Regions from separate parts of the Macaca mulatta genome. Here region 2 is linked to region 1. Evidence: chromatin contacts called from public Hi-C data. All regions are on one chromosome and are shown on one strand. Each heading gives the region's core, a stretch centred on a gene start, on an enhancer-like site or on the middle of the called end of the contact. The rest is flanking DNA. Distances are from core to core; before and after follow the strand shown. Region 1 overlaps SMARCA4 (SWI/SNF related, matrix associated, actin dependent regulator of chromatin, subfamily a, member 4). Region 2 holds the start of KANK2 (KN motif and ankyrin repeat domains 2).

The links. A called contact is a pair of places that touch in the nucleus more often than the background predicts.
Region 2: a Hi-C map of CD4 T cells shows a contact between it and region 1, with 3 times the contacts expected there. The contact joins the promoter of KANK2 here to the enhancer-like site in region 1. A contact is called at or near these places in 4 of 14 Hi-C or Micro-C datasets (CD4 T cells, blood, cortical neurons and 1 more).

Annotation. Positions count from the first base shown.
Region 1 is chr19:11,787,093-11,791,238 of T2T-MMU8v2.0, reverse strand. The region is part of intron 29 of SMARCA4 (SWI/SNF related, matrix associated, actin dependent regulator of chromatin, subfamily a, member 4); the gene reads right to left. Among named protein-coding and RNA genes, the nearest start is that of LDLR, 36 kb to the left of the region's middle. Within about 2 kb of position 2,103, at least 12 of the 40 cell types and tissues checked have an H3K27ac peak or open chromatin away from gene starts, as enhancers often do. A contact at or near this core is called in CD4 T cells and blood, where this site is marked.
Region 2 is chr19:11,933,585-11,937,730 of T2T-MMU8v2.0, reverse strand. It overlaps KANK2 (KN motif and ankyrin repeat domains 2), which reads left to right and starts at 2,019. Exons shown (of 12, transcript XM_077977377.1): 1 at 2,019-2,079; 2 at 3,715-3,865. It overlaps DOCK6 (dedicator of cytokinesis 6), which reads left to right. Exons shown (of 48, transcript XM_028838710.2): 48 at 36-280. The coding sequence ends at 78.

The DNA.
Region 1 (4,146 bases), core at 854-3,353:
GGTTCAAGTGATTCTCCCAACTCAGCCTTCTTAGTAGCTGGGACTGTAGGCGTGCGCCACTGTGCCCAGGCTCCAAGTTTTTTTTTTTTTTTTTGAGACGGAGTCTCGCTCTGTCGCCCAGGCTGGAGTACAGTGGCGCGATCTCGGCTCACTGCAAGCTCCGCCTCCCGGGTTCACGCCATTCTCCTGCCTCAGCCTCCCGAGTAGCTGGGACTACAGGCGCCCACAACCGCGCCTGGCTAATTTTTTGTATTTTTAGTAGAGACGGGGTTTCACCGTGGTCTCGATCTCCTGACCTTGTGATCCGCCCGCCTCGGCCTCCCAATGTGCTGGGATTACAGGCGTGAGCCACCGCGCCCGGCCTTTTTTTCTTTTTTGAGACAGAATCTTGCTCTTGTCCCCCAGGCTGTAGTGCAATGGCGAGATCTCAGCTTACTGCAACCTCCGCCTCCTAGGATCAAGCGATACTCTTGCCTCAGCCTCCCAAGTAGCTGGAATGATAGATGCCTGCCACCAGGCCTGGCTAATTTTTGTATTTTTAGTAGAGACGGGGTTTTACCATGTTGGCCAGGCTGGTCTCAAACTCCCGACCTCATGATCTGCTCACCTCGGCCTCTCTGGCTGAGTGCAGTAGCAGCCAGCCCCTGCTAGACTCAGGCCAAAGCTGTCACCACGAATTGGCAAGGCAGCAGCTCAGGCCCTGGGCTGGGGACCATCATCCCCTCTCACAGTGCACACGGTGCTGGCCTCTGGGCTGTGTGCCTGGCCACGTTATTTCAGTCAGGCCCCTGTGCTGCAGATGTGGAGACTGAGGCACAGAGACAGATGTGGAGCTCAGATCTTCACCATACTCAAGTCCCTCCTACAGTAACCACAGGGCTGCTGCCTCCAGGTAGTGCGGAGTGGGAATGGAACCCAGAGGACCCACCCTGTGGGGCCAGAGCTTTGTGAGGCTTAGCTGCGGCAGCCTGGACCCGACTCCGTCTTTCTGAGCGCCTCTCTAGCCCTGAGGCTGTGCGCATGTGTCTCCTGACCTCAGCACAGGTATCAAGTTCAACACCATTGTCTACCATGTATTTTTTTTTTTTTTTTGAGACGTAGTCTCACTGTCACCCAGGCTGGAGTGCAGTGGCGTGATCTCAGCTCACCGCAACCTCCACCTCCCGGGTTCAAGCGATTCTCCTGCCTCAGCCTCCCGAGTAGCTGGGATTAAAGGCATGTGCCACCATGCCTGGCTAATTTTTGTATTTTAATAGAGACGGGGTTTTGCCACATTGGCCAAGCTGTTCTCAAACTTCTGACATCAAGTATCGGCCCGGCTCGGCCTCCCAAAGTGCTGGGATTACAGACGTGAGCCACTGCGCCTGGCCTGCATGGTCTTTATTGTAGCAGCATCTCTGCCCTCTCACTGTCGCAGGCAGGCTGGTGGCTGGCGGGGTGGTCTTCAGCAGCCTGCCTGCTGAACCCATGTGGGCCAGCAGATGCCCTTCTCTGAGCCCTTACCAAGCACACCAAGGGGATGCCCCCTGACAAACATGCGGCCTTGACATTTGGACACAGTGCCCCAAATGCCTCAGCCACCAGCTGCCGACTGCTATAAAGAACCCAGGGAGGGAGGCGGAGATTGCAGTGAGCCAAGATTGTGCCACTGCACTCCAGCCTGGGCTACAGAGCAAGACTCCGTCTCAAAAAAAAAAAAAAAAAAAAAAAAAAAAGAACCCAGGGAAGAAGGTATCAACTGGCAGTGCACAGCCCCACAAGTCTGAACCTGACCCAGAGTCACAGCGAACATTTCTGCATGTTCTGATTTTGAAGTAAAATCTCCTACATGCAACTTAATTTCTTCATTCTGGTTTCGATTTCTGGCAGGTTCCTCAATGTGGTTTGAGATTTCAAACCACCAAGGAGAAATGCCCTTGGCTGAGGGCAGGTGTGTGGCCCAGGGCCCCTGTGAGGCCCCTGGTGCTGGCACAGCCCCGCTCAAGCCCCTAGCCTCCCTCCAGCCTCTGCATGCACTGTGTCCTCTCTGCCTGGGACACCTGTCCCTCACCTCCCAGTGGACACTGCTCACGCTTCCTGTTCTGCTTATGTGGCCCTTCCCACTGGAGCCACCACAAGTCCCTGGACAGCAGAGGCCAGAACTGCCCACATGGTACCACAGAACACTCCAGCCTGTTCCCACGGTGGCCGCTGAGCAGGAGGGGCCTGTCAGTGCACTGTGTCCACAACGTAAAGGACAGTGGCTGTGAAGGCCGGCAGTGCCACACTCCGGGGCCTGGGGAGGAGGGGTCTTGTGGCTGTGAATCTGACTGCAGAGGAACAGAGTAAAAGCTTTCCAGGCAAGACAACTGGACACGTATGAGGAGGTCATCACGGAGGTCACGTCAAACACAATTCTGCCGGTATAAAATACAAACTAGGGGGCTGCGGGTATCTCCAATGATCAAAAACAATATTCGAAAAGATTCCACCTGACAGGAAGGGCGTCCCTGCCTCTCCTAAAGGGTCTGGCCCCAACACAGCAGCGGGTGCCCAGCTGAACCACTTCTGTCCTCAGATGTCACCACCTAGAGGGACCACGTGACTCCCACCTGCAGTCACGGGCACAGTCTCCAGCTCGGCGAGGCAGGATCCTGACACCGAATCCAGAGGATAACCTCCTGTGTTCACTCTGTGAATTGTCAGAACTCAGGTCTACACAGACGCCAATCTCTTTTCAGGCTTCACATTTAACTCAATTACAGAGTTCAACTAATTAGGGGTTTCTGGAAAGCAAACTAAAAAACAAAAATTCTGGCCAGGCGTGATGGTGGTGCACACCTGTAATCCCAGCTACTTGGGTGGCTGAGGCAGGAGAATCGCTTGAACCTAGAAGGTGGAGGTTGCAGGGAGCCAAGATCACGCCATGGCACTCCAGCCTGGGTGACAGAGTGAGACTCTGCCTCACACACACACACACAAATCCAATTAAAAATAATTTGTCTTTTCTTTTCTTAGAAAGGAGCAATTGAAAGTTGGAGACAAAAAAGTAAGCTGTTAGCTGTGTCTGACTTTATTCCATTCAAGCTCTTCTCAGCCTGGTGCAGCTGTGTGGCGCCAAGGAAGGGCCGAGTGACATGAGCACCACCTGCCACGCAGTTGGTAGCGTGGAACCTTCCATGGGTCTGACAGATGTGTCATACAGAATGTAACTTCTAGCCAATGATGGGCAAATAATAATAATAAAAAAGAACGTAACTTCACCCCAAATGAGGTCTTTTGCCCAGCACTACTGGGAGGTGATCGCTGGGCACTTAGAATGTCACACCTAATGGGCGTCTCGGTTTACATGGGGTCTGGAACCAGTCCTAGGTTGGGGCTTTGGGCTATGTAGTTTCTGCTCGACCTGCAGAGGGGCTTGAGATGGAGGTCAGTCATATGGGTAGCCAGCTGTGTCTTTATGACCAAGTCCCAGTAAAAATGCTTGACACAGGGTGGGTGCGGTGGCTCACGCCTGTAATCCCAACACTTCGGGGGGCTAAGGCAGGCGGAGCACTTAAGGTCAGGAGTTCGAGACCAGCCTGGCCAACATGGTGAAACCCCATCTCTACTAAAAATACAAAAATTAGCCAGGTGTGGTGGCGTAAGCCTGTAATCCCAGCTGCTCAGGAGGCTGAGACAGGAGAATCACTTCAATCCAGAAGGCAGAGATTGCAGCAGGCCGAGATTGCACCATTGCACTCCAGCCTGAGTGACAGAGTGAAAACAAAACAAAACAAAACAAACTCTGGACACAGAGGCTTCTCTGGTTGGCAATGTTGTCAGCGTCACCAGGAACATGAGTGCCGTCTGCAACTCCACAGGGAGGAGACAAAGGAAAGTCCTGTGTCTGGAACCGTCCAGATCACCTCAAGTGATCCGCCCACCTTGGCCCCCAAGAGGCCCCATATACCTCTTGCCTTGGTTGATTTTAATCTGTAGCCTTGCACTGTAATAAATCATAACTGCAGGCGTAACAGGCTGAGAATGACGGCACGTGAGGGTGATCTTGCGGACTTTCCCCAAACCGTGCAACAGGGTGGACCCTGAGGTTGTTTTCCCTCATAGCTTCAAATTTCGTTAAGAATATCAGAAATATCCATTAAGTACGCCAATTTTGTATCCAAA
Region 2 (4,146 bases), core at 770-3,269, 150 kb before region 1:
ACGGCCATGCTGACCCACCCTCATTCTTTTCCCAGGAACTCCTTGAACAGAGCAAGTTTTCGAAAGGCAGACCTCTGAGCCCACAAGGACCAAAGCTGCACCTAGAAGAACCAGCACCCGGCCCTCAGCTATCTGTGCTGCGAGGGGAGTCTCCCCTGGTGCCCACTGGGCTATGGGGTGACCACATTGTACTCGGTGCTGGGCCCTTTGCCCCTGTGTCCCCATCTGTATGCACTGATGCTTCCTCCCTTTTTTAATTTAAAATGGTTTTTATAAGCAACCTGTGCCATGTGGTGCAGTCACTAGGGGCTGGGTCACATGCTCATGACATGCTCACAGTCCACTGCCCCACATCCACACATCCCTGCATCATCACTGGAGACACCAAGAACATACTGGGTGCCAGGGACATCATGGTGACAACAGACACAAATTCCTGCCCTTGTGGAGCTGACGTTCTAGCGGGGAAGGCAACACACAAATAATGTCACATGCCTACCGGGAATAATAATACCTGGTTCTTGTTTCTTTGTTTTTAACAGACAGGCTCTCTCTCAGTCCCCCAGGCTGGAATGCAGTGTCACAATCATAGCTCACTGCAGCCTCAAACTCCGGGGCTCAAGCCTCCTGAGTAGCAGGGATCATAGGCACATGCCACTATGCCTGGCTTTTCTTTTTCTTTTTCATATGGAGTTTCGCTCTGTCACCCAGGCTGCAGTGCAGTGGCGCAATCTCGGTTCACAGCAACCTCCACCTCCCAGATTCAAGTTATTCTCCTACCTCAGCCTCCCGAGTAGCTGGGATTATATATGTGCACCACCATGCTCGGATAGTTTTTGTATTTTTAATAGAGACGGGGTTTCACCATGTTGGCCAGGCTGGTCTTGAACTCCTGACCTCAGGTGATCCACCCGCCTCAGCCTCCCTAAGTGCTGGGATTACAGGTGTGAGCCATTTCTCGGCCCCAGGTGGTTTCTTTTTATTTTGTTTTTTGCAGACATGGGGCCTTGTCACATTGCCAAAGCTGGTCTCCAACTCCTTGGCTCAAATAATCCGCACACCTTGCCCTCCCAAAGTGCTGCAGTTACAGGCCTGAGCCACTGCGCGTGGCCTAATTTTTTTTCACTTAAAAATTTTTCTTGTAGAGACAGGGTCTTGCTATGTTGCCCAGGCTGGTCTGGAACTCCTGAGCTCAAGCAGTCCTCCTGCCTCGGCCTCCCTAAGTGCTGAGATTACAGGTGTGAGCCACCTCACCGGCCTAATAATATTTATTAAGCCCTTGCTGAGTGGCTGGCTGTGTACTAAAGGGCTCCTAGAAAGATCTCTGCAAAAGTAGGACACTCCATTTATGAGACTTTTTAACCCGAGGGACCTCCTTCCTAATGGTTAGGCCCCTTCCCAATGGTTAGTGAATCTTCTCAACACTCCTATCAGGTAGCTAACATGATCATCTCCATTTTACAGATGGGCAAACTGAGGCACAGAGCAGCAAGTTTGGTGGGTCTGGGATGGGAGTCCAGGTCTGGCTGGCTCCGGCGCCCAGGCCTGTGCAGCCTCCCCTCTCGCGCGGCGGTCACGCCACCGTGTGCCAGGCTTGCGCTGGGCCGCGTCCAGCCCTGGGCCGCCTGGGGGAGGGGTGACCTCCCGCCGCCGCGCCCCCCCGCGCGCCCTCCCCTAGCTGGGCCCCGGCCAGCTCCACCCCCTCCTGCCGCCGAGCCGTTCCGCCCCCCGCAGCGGCCCAGGGACAGCCGGCGGTGGGGGGAGGCCGGCGGGGGGGGACCCTGCTTTGGGGACTTAAGGAGGGAGGAAGGACGAGGCCGGACAGCCCGGCGCGCACACACACACCTGCTCTCCAGGTGAGATCCAGTCTCCAACTAGCGTCTCTGCATCCCCACCCCCCCACCGCGGCCTGGGCGCCCTGGCGGCGGGAGGGGGCGGGGCCGACTGGAGGGGCGGGGCCAGCAGGAGGGGGCGTAGTGCGGGCGGAGCCACCTCCGAGGGCCGGGCGCCCAGGCGGCGGCGCGCGCGAGGACGCTCGGGCGGCGGGACGCAGGGAAGGCAGCGGCCGGAGCGCGCAAGGCGAGTGGGACCCGGGGCTGGGTAGGGGTTCAAGTCCGGTTCGGGGATCGAGTGTGCACCGCCCCCCCACCTACTACCCTACCCCCCGCCTCCAACCCCGGGACACGACTTCGCTGGTCTCAACGAGCCGCTGCCTCCAACTCCACCTTCTATGCCCAAACTTTCCAGACTTGTACTGTCTCTGCCCCCGCGTCCCTGCTCCCTCCCCGTCTATGACCCCATACCCTCATCGATTCCTCCCAGTACCCCCATCGATTCCTCGTGCCCTGCCCGTCTCCCCTGTCCTGGCTCCCCTCTGCCCCCTCTCCCCTGTCTGTGTCCCCCTTTCTGCCCCCTCCCCGCACTGTCCCCCCTCACCCTCCTCCGCGGCCATGCCCCAGGCGGCGGGAAGGCGGCCGGGCGTCCGGCCGGGCTGGGCCTGGGCTTGGCGGCTGGGCCGGCGTGGGGAGCGGCAGCTGTTTGCCATTAGCCGGGGATCCACAGGCCCCGCCCCCTCCCTGCACCGGGCGGGGTCCTTCTCGCCGCCCCCCAACCCCCCGAGTTTAGGGCGGAAAGACCCCCCGCGCCCCCGCCACCTCCAAGATGTGCAGGCCGGTCTTGGGTGGTGGGTTGGGGAGACCCGCGCCCCTTCCCTGAACTCCCTACCTGTCCCCTCTTGTAGGCTCCAGTCTCTCCATCTGTGTCTTATCCTGTCACCCCTTCCCCACTCCCCAGGGGTCCCATAGCGAGAGAAGGGTTTCAGCCACAGACATCCATCTCCCCCACCACACCCCCTCATCTCCTTTCTCTTCCCCTTACTCGGGAGTCGGGAGTCGCTGGTCCTGATCGAGGGCGGTCAGATGACTGAGGACCCTCAGACCTCAGTCTTCATATCTGGGAAACGGGTAGAGATATCTGGTGTGGAGTCTGGGGGTGGTGACTTGGTGGGCATTGGCGGGATCCACCAGCCTTAGGTTCACGTTCAGGCCCAGCTACTTCCCCGTGGCCCCAAGGATCCTAGGCAAGCCAGTGTACCTTTCTGTGCCCTCTGCATCCCCTGTCTGTGAAACGGGATAACTGCCCATCTCATGGAATTGTCACGACAATTAAAAGAGTTGATGTTAGGCTGGGTGCGGTAGTTCATGCCTGTAATCCCAGCACTTTGGGAGGCTGAGGTGGGTGGATCATCTGAGGTCAGGAGTTCGAGACCAGCCTGACCAACATGGAGAAACCCCATCTCTACCAAAAATACAAAATTAGCCAGATATGGTGGCACATGCCTGTAATCCCAGCTACTCAGGAGGCTGAGGCAGGAGAATTGCTTGAACCTGGGAGCTGGAGGTTGTGGTGAGCCAATATCATGCCATTGCACTCCAGCCTGGGCAACAAGAGCAAAACTCCGTCTCAGGAAGAAAAAAAAAAAAGAGTTGGTGTTATTATTACTGTTACTATACTATTTGCCTGGCAGCACCCTCACTCCCCTGACCCCCTCTCCCCCTGACTATTCCAATCCTGCTCTAATCCCACTTGCTCCCTGTATCTCCATCTCTCTTTGGTGGCCAGAAAATATTTTCAATCAACTTCCTGTTGCTCAGGGGCGAGTCTCCAGGCAAATGGAAAACCAAATTTCCTGCAATTGGTGACCATGTGTTCCAGGTGTTGAAAGACAGAGAAGCGAAGACAGAAACGTGGAAAGACAGAGAGAAAGACACGGAGAGAGACGTAGAAGGACAGAGACGTGGAGAGACACAGAGAGACCTGGAGAGAGACAAAGCAAGACAGGACAGGAGAACAAGGACAAGCTCAGGTGCCCCGGAGCCCCAGCCCTGCCTTCATGCCCAGCAGGTGCCCTACCTGGCCCATCCTCCCAAGGTACCTGCTGCCCCCGCACTCAAAGGCCAGAAAGGATTCACTGATGGCGGGATGGGCTGGGGCCTCTGCAGCATGATGGCTGGAGGTCAGATAACAGAAAGGACCGGCCAAGTTCAGACGGGTTATACTGGGGACAAAAGAGCCCTGGCCAGCCTCCAGGGCTGAGGGGGGTTTAGTGAGAGGCTCTGATTGTCCCTCCCTTTTGCAGCCTCCAGG